Regions from separate parts of the Mus musculus genome. Here region 1 is linked to region 2. Evidence: chromatin contacts called from public Hi-C data. All regions are on one chromosome and are shown on one strand. Each heading gives the region's core, a stretch centred on a gene start, on an enhancer-like site or on the middle of the called end of the contact. The rest is flanking DNA. Distances are from core to core; before and after follow the strand shown. Region 1 has its middle 17 kb from the start of 6430710C18Rik. Region 2 overlaps Gm30257 (a long non-coding RNA gene).

The links. Hi-C and Micro-C count contacts between places; a contact is called where the count stands out from the background.
Region 1: a contact with region 2 is called in a Hi-C map of muscle stem cells, with 1.5 times the contacts expected there. The contact joins two enhancer-like sites. A contact is called at or near these places in 2 of 39 promoter capture datasets (both in liver), 7 of 484 Hi-C or Micro-C datasets (the G1E-ER4 cell line, the HL-1 cell line, cerebral cortex and 4 more) and 2 of 115 datasets of contacts at active chromatin or transcription factors (fibro-adipogenic progenitors and trophoblast stem cells).

Annotation. Positions count from the first base shown.
Region 1 is chr2:72,827,731-72,832,935 of GRCm38.p6, reverse strand. No RefSeq gene overlaps it. Among named protein-coding and RNA genes, the nearest start is that of 6430710C18Rik, 17 kb to the right of the region's middle. Within about 2 kb of position 3,100, at least 13 of the 459 cell types and tissues checked have an H3K27ac peak or open chromatin away from gene starts, as enhancers often do. A contact at or near this core is called in muscle stem cells, where this site is marked.
Region 2 is chr2:72,739,266-72,744,335 of GRCm38.p6, reverse strand. Gm30257 (a long non-coding RNA gene) reads right to left here. Exons shown (of 5, transcript XR_374639.3): 3 at 1,607-1,675; 4 at 1-107. Among named protein-coding and RNA genes, the nearest start is that of Gm30257, 8.0 kb to the right of the region's middle. Within about 2 kb of position 3,070, at least 40 of the 459 cell types and tissues checked have an H3K27ac peak or open chromatin away from gene starts, as enhancers often do. A contact at or near this core is called in muscle stem cells, where this site is marked.

The DNA of each region.
Region 1 (5,205 bases), core at 1,851-4,350, 89 kb before region 2:
GAAGGGGGATTTCTGCCCACTCAGTGCCGAGGGGGGCGGGGTCTGTTCAGGCCCAGTGGGCTGAATGAAGAACCCGGATGCTGTAGGCAGTAGCCATCTGAGTCTACAGCTTGAGCTACGGAACTGAGGTATCCAAAGAGATTTATGCAGACATCAGTAATATTTCCTCCAGAAAGAGGATTCATCTACAAGAAACAATAGGCATCTCTCTTCCCTAACTGGTCTCCAAACTACAAAGCAAAGGGACTTTTGGACACTTAAATGTTGCTTGGGTATTTCCAGTGTATTTTTAAGGACCGTCAATGATGTTGCAGTAGGAACGTCTACATTAAGAAAACGGCTTCTGATTTTTGTCAGTCCCTGTCATCTGATATGAGTGAATTAATCAGAGTGTATTTCCTCAAAGGGCTTAAATATAATAATTATACAGTCTGTCTTTGCAGCCAATCAGGCTATGCTTACAAGGCTTTTTAAAAAAATCAGAAGTTAGAAATAAACGCACAGGGGTGGTAGTCAGTAAAATAGAGAAAACTTGTCAAGTTAAAGAAAATCTTCAAAATCCCATTTTTTTTTTTAATGGATCGATAGTGGGATGAGTGGAAAGAATTTCAGAATTCCTATTCTCCTATTTGTCTTGTGCATCCTCACTCTCTGTCTGAAGGGATTAATATGTGTATCCAATGAGGTAAGATCATGGACATCCAAAGCGCTTCATTTAAAACCTTTTTTGAGTCAGGTTCTTATTACATGTTCAGGCCTTGAACTCATAACCTTCCTGACTCAGCCTTCTAAGTGCCGAGATTATAGATGTGTGTCACCAGTCCCAGATAAAACTTCATTCAAAAAGTTTTAAGGGGGTTGGAGAGATGTTCTCAGCAGTTAAGAGAACTGACTGCTCTTCCAGAGGTCCTGAGTTCAATTCACAGTGACCACATGGTGGCTCACAACCATCTGTAATGGGATCTGATGCCCTCTTCTGGTGTGTCTGAAGGCAGTATACTCACATACATAAAATAAAAATAAATCTTTAAAATTACAAAAATAAAGTTAAATGCAATGCAATGAAAATGATTTGGTTGGCATCCCCTTCTGATAATAGCTGTTTTCCCATTCCTATTATTGTCATCATCATCTTTATCATCATCATCTTAATTTTTGCGTGTATGGGCGTTTTGCCTAAATGTATGTTTGTGTATTGTGTGCATGTAGTGCTCATGGAGGCCAGAAGATGTCAGATCCCCTGGGACTGGAGTTACAGGTAGTTGTAGGTAACCATGTGGGTGCTGGGAATTGAACCAAGGTTCTCTAGAAGAGCAGCCAGTGCTCTGAAACTCTGAGCCGTCTCCATATCCTTCTAAACACATTGCTTTCCTTTGGAAGTGATCAGTAGGTGATACGTTTAAAGATCTCTCAACTCGCATGCATGCGGATGAATAGGTCCCAGGACTGCTATGCTCGAGGAAGATTCACCCGCTAGGGGCTGGGCCTGTTCAAGGGAAGTATTACAGACATGATACGATTGCGCCCAGAATTCTGAGCAGTAAACACATTTGAATCCCGTGCTGGAGCTGTTGAGATTCGCTGTCGAAGCAGCGGTTTCTTTGCTGGGAACTGCTGTGGAAGGAGCAGAGGGTACTCATGACGGGCCAATGGAAAACATACTGACCTGCCACGTGGCCTCAACTCCGCCCCAGAAAACATCACTACAGGCGTGTCCCACACAGATCCGCTAAGTAGATGCTCTGGCTCTCCAGGATTCTAAATGCTCCTCTTGACTATTTCATGGTTTATCTGTCCTTCACATTCTCCTGCTCCACGTTTCACAAAGGTAAGGTTGATACAGATGACCAGTTTAGGACTGAACACTCAAAAGTCATTTATTCTCAGTACTTAACCAGTCAAGAGTTTCTGCATTATCTGTTATCTGCTACAGAGGGAAGCGTCTCCTCGGTTCAGGGCTGAGAACAGCACTAACCTATGGCCATAAACATAACGACCTAAAAGGCAGTTTGACAACACGTTCGTTCAGTAAGGCACCAGTGGCATGCTCCCCATTAGAAACCATGTGCTTATGCTCAGGTTTACAGTAGGAGACTCAAATTCCTTCCTATGGCACATAAAATAGTTCATCACTCCAGTAACAGACCTACCGTTATTGCACCATGGGTGCATCCTGCCTGGCCGGTTAATTATAGAACTCAGGGTTTGATGATACGTTGGTGGCTTTTGTCCTCTAATGCCTTCGCAGCCTGTTGTAGCACTATGAAAGCTAGTGGCAGGGAGCAAGGTTTAAGGTCAGTTTCAGCTTGGTTTCTTTTTGTCCGATAACCAAAGTGTATCGTGCCTTCTGCCCTAAAGCTTTACCACATAGCTCTTAGCATCCAAGTGGGAAAACAAGGCCAGCGGCAGTAGCCTGTGTTGTTCTGAGGGACTCTTAGGCCACCCTGACATACTCGGATATCTCATGTCTGGCACTGAGATTTTCGTTAATAACCCATGTCTTCTGCGGGAACATTGTGTACCCATGTGGGGGTACACCGTTTAGAAATAATTACAGTTTTAAATTAGCTTTAGAGGTAGTGGGTTTCTGTATACTGTTTCTGTTTCTGTTTCTCACACAGCTTTATTTTGGCTAACTCACCCTCAGCCCATCTTCTCCCCTGCTCTCTCAGTCCCATCTCTGCTGGTTAACCTCTAGTCCCCAGTATCCCCTGACCCCCCACCCCTTTCATATCATGTGCACCAACTGCTTGTTCCTGATGGGCCTAATGGTGCACGTCTATAATCCTAGCATTCAGGAGGCTGAGGCAGGAGGATGCCTTGAGTACCACGCTAGCTAGCCAGAATTAGAGTGAGTCTTTGCCTGAAAACAGACAAACATATGAATTGAGTTAAAAAGCATTGTTGCACTGTTTTGTGACCCCACAGGTGGGTTGTGGAGTGACCTGAAAGCCACCACATGCTTGGAGCAGTTTGGGGGTCAGCTGTATCTCTTGGTTAGCCACAATGGTTAGCAGCAGAATGCACACCTTCTTGATCTAGCGCTGAGCTAATCACCAGGGTGCAACCTAGCGCCTTGTTTCCTCAGAGGATGAGCAAGCCAGGTTGTAAACCAGGTTGGCCTCTGGGTATCCCAAACTTTCATGCCACCGCTAATCACCTGAAGCTCCTATTCAAAGGCAAGGGAATCACTCGAGGATCTTGTTCAAAGGCAGCTTCTGGCTTAGTAGGCGTGCAGTGGGGCCAGGGACTGATTAGTCACAGCCCTTGCTTGTTCAAGGGCCATAACTTTGTTTTTCCAGGCTAGGATTCTACATAAAAAAATGAACAAGTATACGCTGGACACAGTGGCTCACACTCGTAATTGCAGCACATGTGACCCTGATACACAGGATCACCAGGAGTTTGGGGCTAGCCTGGGCCACATATAGAGTACCAGGCCAGCTGGAGCTACAGTCCAAGATTTTTGTCTCAAACAATAACAACCAACAAACAAACTAATGAGACATGTTGACTCTGTGACAGGCTTCAAATTGGCAGTTCAGGAGACAAGGCTTAAATCTCTGCTTCTAAGAACTGGGCAAGTCCAGGCAAGTCCAGGCCTCAGAAGCTGCCTGCCACCTGGCCTGAGGCAAGGAAAATGGGTCAGTAGCAGTTTCCAGACGTCCCCAGCAATGGTTCTGGATTGTCCCTAGAGATGAAGCCAATGATAGAGGTCACCTACTCTTCCTGGAATTCCCCTAATATACTTTAAATTGGGCCTGCAAGCTCACTTTGGGGGTTTCCATCTTGGAGCATGCTGGACTTCTGCAGAATAAAACACTCTTTGCTTTTACATACTATTTGAGTTTGGGGTATCATTCTTCAAAGAATCATGGACCCTTACAAAACAAATCAACAACAACAAAATCCTCATGTTCAATCCAGCAGGCTCTGCGAGAGTGAGATGGAATTCTTTTCAATGGAGATCACAGCAGAGGTGCTGTGAGGGTGCTTGGGAGATGGTGGTCTCGGGCCAGGGAGATGGGACTGAGTGAGCCATGCTTGTCAAAAGGAAAAGCTCTCAGTTTGAGCTGGGCTGGGGGTGGGGCTTAGGGTGAGATGGGGGTTGGGGTGAGGTGGGAGAAGAACCCAAGAGAATTTGCAAAGGGAATGGCATCTAATCCCCTATTGTGTTTAGTCCCTAATTGGGACTCAGCAGAACAACACAAGCCCCATAGCTCTTTAATACTTTTCAAGGGGAGCCACTGTAAAACTTCAGCATTTCTGAATTTAATCCATTACAGGCTCCTATACTTAATGAAATTACAACAATTCAACAAATGATATAATTGCCGTAAATACTGCTTTAATATAATTATGTGTAGCTCACTGGAACATGCTATTGCATTCCACAATATAATTATGACATATGCTGTTATCAAATTCCTTATCGAAGGCATGCCATGAATGCAGTTAACATGTTAATCAGGTGTTAGGGTTTCCACCTGACAATGTCCCATTTTAACCAAATGATAGAATAGTAAACATATTTTTCAGGCGGCTAGGTGTGAGGGATGGGAACAAAAGTAGAGGTGACCACAGTTAGTATTTTGGGAAGTGAAGCCTCTAGATGACCCTCTCTGAATTCCTGAGGGTAGTTAATACCCAGTTACTTTCTATGCCTGTTGGTTTTATATTACCTTTTGGATCATTTCCTTAGGACACACTCCCTAAGCCAAGGTGGGCACCTTGTTTTCTAGGTTTACCATTACACAATGTAAAAAAAGCATTTCAAGAGAGCTATTTCAAGGGAAACCTGCTTTCCTGGGCTTGTATGTCCTAGAGCCCATTGGGAACACTGGAAATCTGGTTGTACTCTGCTTCTTCGCTTGTAGAAGGACTGCAGGGGCCTCCTATGGTGGGTGGTCACACCTACAGCTGCCTTCTGAAAGCCTCAGGGAGCTGAGCGCCCATTGCTTGCGTATGAGGCAGGGTCACATGCATCCTAGCCTGGCCTGGCACTCAGTAAGTAGCCGAGAATGGCTTTGAACTTCAGGTCCTCATGCCTTCGTTTCCCAAAGGCAGGGATTATGAGCGCGTGTCACCATGCCCAATTTATGTGGTGCTGAGGATTGAACCCAGGGCCTCATGTATGTTAAGTATGTCCTCTACTAACTGAGCTATATCACTAGCCCTAGAAAGCTGAGTTTTTGAAGGAACAGC
Region 2 (5,070 bases), core at 1,821-4,320:
AATGTTGGGGCAGAATGGAAGAGACTATATAGTGTGCCGTCTGGAACTCAGGACATCTCTGTCTCTCATGAGGGATGTGGTCAAGGTGAAGGATTCGATTTCCCTTACTGTTGACAGACAATTAGAGTAAATGATATTCAGGGTTCCCATGTTATAAGGTGCACTATTTTAACAAGGTGGAAAACACTGGTTATATGTGGAAGTGATCCTTACTGTTTCCATGACTCTGTTCATACTCTGTTTGTACTAATGAACACACACTTCATTTCAAGACAAGCAAACAGTATTTTAAGGCAGTAAGAGGCAAATGGTAGGCCTGAAAAATTCCTTTTCCAGGGCTAGGATTCACCCTGGGAAGGGCCAGAGAGACTAACAACAGCCAGTTTTCCTGAAAAAGGGCTGCCGAGTGCTTATGCCAAGAACTCCATGTCAACCTGGCCCCAATCCTGAGTCGCTTGTTCTTGCCTACTCTTGCCAACTGCTGCTTTCTGCTCTAGCTGTTTGGAATCTGGGCCTGGCAATATGGGTCTGCCTTGGCATGCCTCTTGTATATCTCTTTCTGTGTGTGCCTGTGTACATGTGTGTGAGTCTTCAGACTCAGCATGTCATAATGGAAAGGAATAAAATCAGGGCCCGGGTCTGGGTCTTCACCTTTCCCTGCACACTGCCAATGCAGACACCAAATTTGACTCTCCCTCTTCCATTCCTTTTGCAGTTGAGCCAGCAAAAGAAGCAGCAGAGAGAAAGCATAGTCTAAGCTAGCTGGTGGTAAGAACATTGATCTCTGCACATCTGGAGAACTGCATGGGCGTTGCAGGATATTTGATCACACTTCGAATCCTGAGATTGTGTTATTTACTGGAAAACCTGTTTTTAGTTGTGGCATGGCCCAGCCCTTAGCACACACCTTTAATCCCAAACAATAATGGTAAAGTCAGTTTGTAGAAGGAAGCACCCATTTGAAGGTGATGCCTGATTAAGTGGCAGATAAAGCAATGAAGACATATTTGACAGAATAGGATATGCCCAACTCACAGGAGAACGGAGAAAAAAAGAGGGGCTATTTAAGAAAGAGCGTCATGGAGAAAGGAGGCAGTTTTTACCAAGAATTTTACAGAGACAGGTTGAAAAGGGAACAAGCTAGACACGGGTGAAGATAGAATGAGCCAGAGAACGAGAAGAAGCCAGAAGATCAGAAGAGATTGCCAAAGTTACTATGAGGACAAGCAGAGCAATTCAGTGAGAAACTGACAGAAGCCAGATCAGTCAGCTTGGAGAGGAGTTTGAGTCTGACCAGCTAGCGGACTTGAACCAGACAGCCAGAGATCAGAAAGAACAAGGAAGAGGTGAGTTTATTCAGCAACATGTCTCAGAAACTGAATACATTCCAGGCCTAGATATGATGGTACAGAGGCTAGAAGCTCTAGGACTAGGTCTAGGTTAGCAGACAAAGACAGCCTCTGAGACGACAATTACGTCAGGCAACAAAACAAAACAAAACAAAACAAAACTCGTGCACATGGGCATCTCCTGCCTTCTGCTCTTTGGAATTTTGCCCGTAGGGTCTGCGACATGGATTGAAGGGATAAGGGCATTCAGGTCTCACCTGCTATACCTGTGGCTCCATTGCGAGTTGGAAGCATCTGAGTGTGTTTATCGGAGTGCCTGTTTGGATCTGGGAGACAATAAAAATAATGCTGGCTAAGTTGCACCCTCCTACAGGATAGCCCAGGTCCTGTAACCAATAATGATCTCTTTGTGCCTAGGCTCTTCAACGGTCAGTAAAAACGAGCATTTCCTATGATTTCCAAGTTAGCCTCAGGTGACTGGGAGAAAAAAATTAGTATAGATAACATAGTTTGTAAATTTGTGGGACTTGTAGACTTGACAATTTTTTATCTTTTTTTTTGTGGGGGGGGGATAGTGCTTAGATTTGAACCCAGGTGCATGAGCATGCTAGACAAATGCTCTAATATTAACTTATATCCTTAGCCTGGTTATTTCCTTTCTTACGGCATCTATTTGCTCTTGAGTTAATTTTCATTGTCCTTTTGCAAAACCGGGCTCTGTTGCAGGGTTTTGTGCACAGTATTGAAGCACTGTACCACTGAGCTGCGTGCCAAATTTTCAAGACAATGTCTTATATTTCTAGCCCTAGTTGGCCTTGAACTTACTATGTAGTCCAGGCCGACCTTGGACTCAAAACTGTCCTGCTCCAGCCTCCTGAGGACTGGGTGGCAGATCTGTGTCATCGGGCCACTTTGATGATTACTGCGGGCGAAGTTTCAGTCATTGATTGTTAAATTAGTGCATGTAGGTGTGCCTACCAGGAAGTCAGAGATTGGCAAGAAGGTACCTGCCCTCTCAGAACTTAGCTTTAACAGAGAACAAGCCTCATCACGTCAAACCCAAAGCAGGAGGTGCCAAAGAAGACCTAAAGAACACCAAGTTCAGTGTTCACCATGTATTACTGCTCAGCACAGTGTGCCAGGCACAGGGAGGCCTGCTGAGCACAGTGGAGATCAGGTCCGGCCTTGGACACCCCATTCTGGGAGAGGAGACCATCTAACATTTGAGGAAGGGAAGCAGAGGGAAGGATGACGTCACAGCCCAGCTGGATTTCAGTTGTGGCTATTTAACGTCAACAGTGGCCAGCTTGCAACATCTAGGATTTGTGCTACTCATTGGCTTCCTAGTTATAAAATGTGGTGATCTGGTAACTGTACAGGCAATGTAGCTTCTCTTAGGAAGCCCCTCAGCTCAGAGAGGGCAGCACCCAGGAATTGCATCGCTTCATCTACGCAGCCATTCGCTGCATCTATAGTAGCAGTGGAGCAAACCTTGGTGAAGTAAGTGCATGACATCATAACTCCTTATTTTCATTCTGTGAAAACCCCTAGGCACAGAGAGATACAGTTACCTGGGGGCTGCAAGTTCTACACTCGCCCTCTGCCGTCCCGGTGGCTGCCCCGCCCCCACTCTAAAGCAAACAGCCGATGCAGCGCCACATCTGGAGTGGGATGAGTGAGCGTAATTCTGCCCGTAACATTCCCAGCAGAGGGGCAACCCCGTACGCTTTTGAGGGGATAGAGAGTGACAGTAGACAGATGGGCCCGTTGACAAGTGTGTCCCCTGGCGGTGCTCCTGTCACAACTGAATTACTCTGTCACTTGTGATGTCTCTAAGTCAGGCTGAGCCAGGAAAGGCGAGTGTTTCTACTGATTCACAGTCACTGGGAAATGACTCTGGCGTGGAGGCAGGGAGGGTGTGTGTGTGTGTGTGTGTGTGTGTGTGCGCGCGCGCTCTGGCTCTGGAAAGTTTCATCACTTTCTAGGAGTCCAGAGCCAGCGAGGGCAGGTCAGAGAAGGTGGGACTCGGGCAAAGGAGTGCTGCTGGCTGTGATCCTCTGCACTGGATCCTGCTTAGGTGTTACTTGCTGAGTCAGGCTCTCTCCTGTACCCTGCCTGTCTTATGTGGAAGGAACCTGGCTTGGCAGCTTAGTTGCATTGGATGGCAGCCCTCACTAGTCAGACGTGCTGCCTGCATAGTACGGGTACCTAGCAGCCCTCACCTGCCAACTTCCAGTGCCTGCCTGATTATGACAGTATCCACTCAGGAACTTTCCGTCCCATGTTGCTGGGTCATGCTACAGAGGCAGGTCTCCAAACGCTCCAGGAGACTCTTGGATGAAGGGAGTAGCCAACACATCTGGGTCTCTAGCATAGTCTCTGGAATGGATTGTGATTCCAGTCCCAGCCAATGTGGCATCCGTGGGGAATGTGGCCTGGAATGTACTCGAGTAGCTTCAAAGTCAGGTCTAGAAGATGCTAATGTGCTAAACATGTTTAGAGTCATGTTTGTGTCTGTCTGTCTGTGAAACTACCATCTTTATATCTATTTGGGGAGATAATTTTAAAATGTTATTTTACACACTCTCTGTCTGTGTCTATCTTTCCCTCTCTCTGTCTCTCTCTCCCTCTCTGTCTCAGTCTCTCTCTCTCTCTCTCTCTCTCTCTCTCTCTCTCTCTCTGTGTGTGTGTGTGTGTGTGTGTGTGTGTGTGTGTGTGTGTGTGTGTGTACTTGCTTGAATGTGCCAGGACACACATGTGACATTCCAAAAACTCGGAAAAGTCAGCTTTCTCTTTCTACTACAGGGTGCTAGGGATCAAACTCAGGCCGTCAGACTTGGTAGCCTGTGCCTTTACCCCCTGAGCCATCTTGCCAATCTCATAATTATTTTTGTATTGCCCATTACATTCTTTTTCATTAAAGGTTTTTGTGGTTTTTTTTTCAATTATCCCAACAGTTCCCCTTTGCTCATTTTCTATGCAGACTTTCTATGATCCATCGGGATGAAGTTTCTAAGGTGTAAAGGCTGTTTGGTTAATCAGCCTAACAGATACTTTAACCGTTGCTACTGTAGTCTAGGAATATGGCAGTGACTACATGTTCATCTCGACACCCAGGAATCCAGTGAACTGTCTGGCCAGGCTCACCATGAAAGGCTGGCTGGCTCTTAAGGAGTCGCTCACTTTCCAAAGCATCTCAACACTGGGGTGATGCTGAGTGTGCAGATGTGTGCATTGGTGTATGTGGGTATGTATGAGAAGCTAAATGTGTTGTACCAAGCAGTGCTTGATCTATAAAAATGGAAGCTATCATGCCTCATGATCCTATTGGCTTTGGGACTTCCTTATTAATCACAGTCATGAGCTTACTATTTGTCTTCCTCTTGTGATCGGATACAAAATATGGCAGCCATTTTGATGTGTGTGCATGTCTATGTTTTCAGTTACAGAGGCTTAAAATGGCAGCCCTATGCATCTGCTTGTGTATGCATTTAAAGCATTTTCTTTTACTTTTTTTAATGGAAAAATTGAAAAGTTTAAAGGAATAAGGGATATAGTAACAGAAAATCTACCTGTTCACCATCACCGTTAGGGTCACTCACGCTACATCTGCAAGTCTTTCTCCTCTCTCCTTCATGTTTTTTCTTTGAGACACATCCAGATGTGTCTGTGAACACGTCTGCACTCACAGGCATTTGCAGCGTCTGGCACCCCCTGTGGC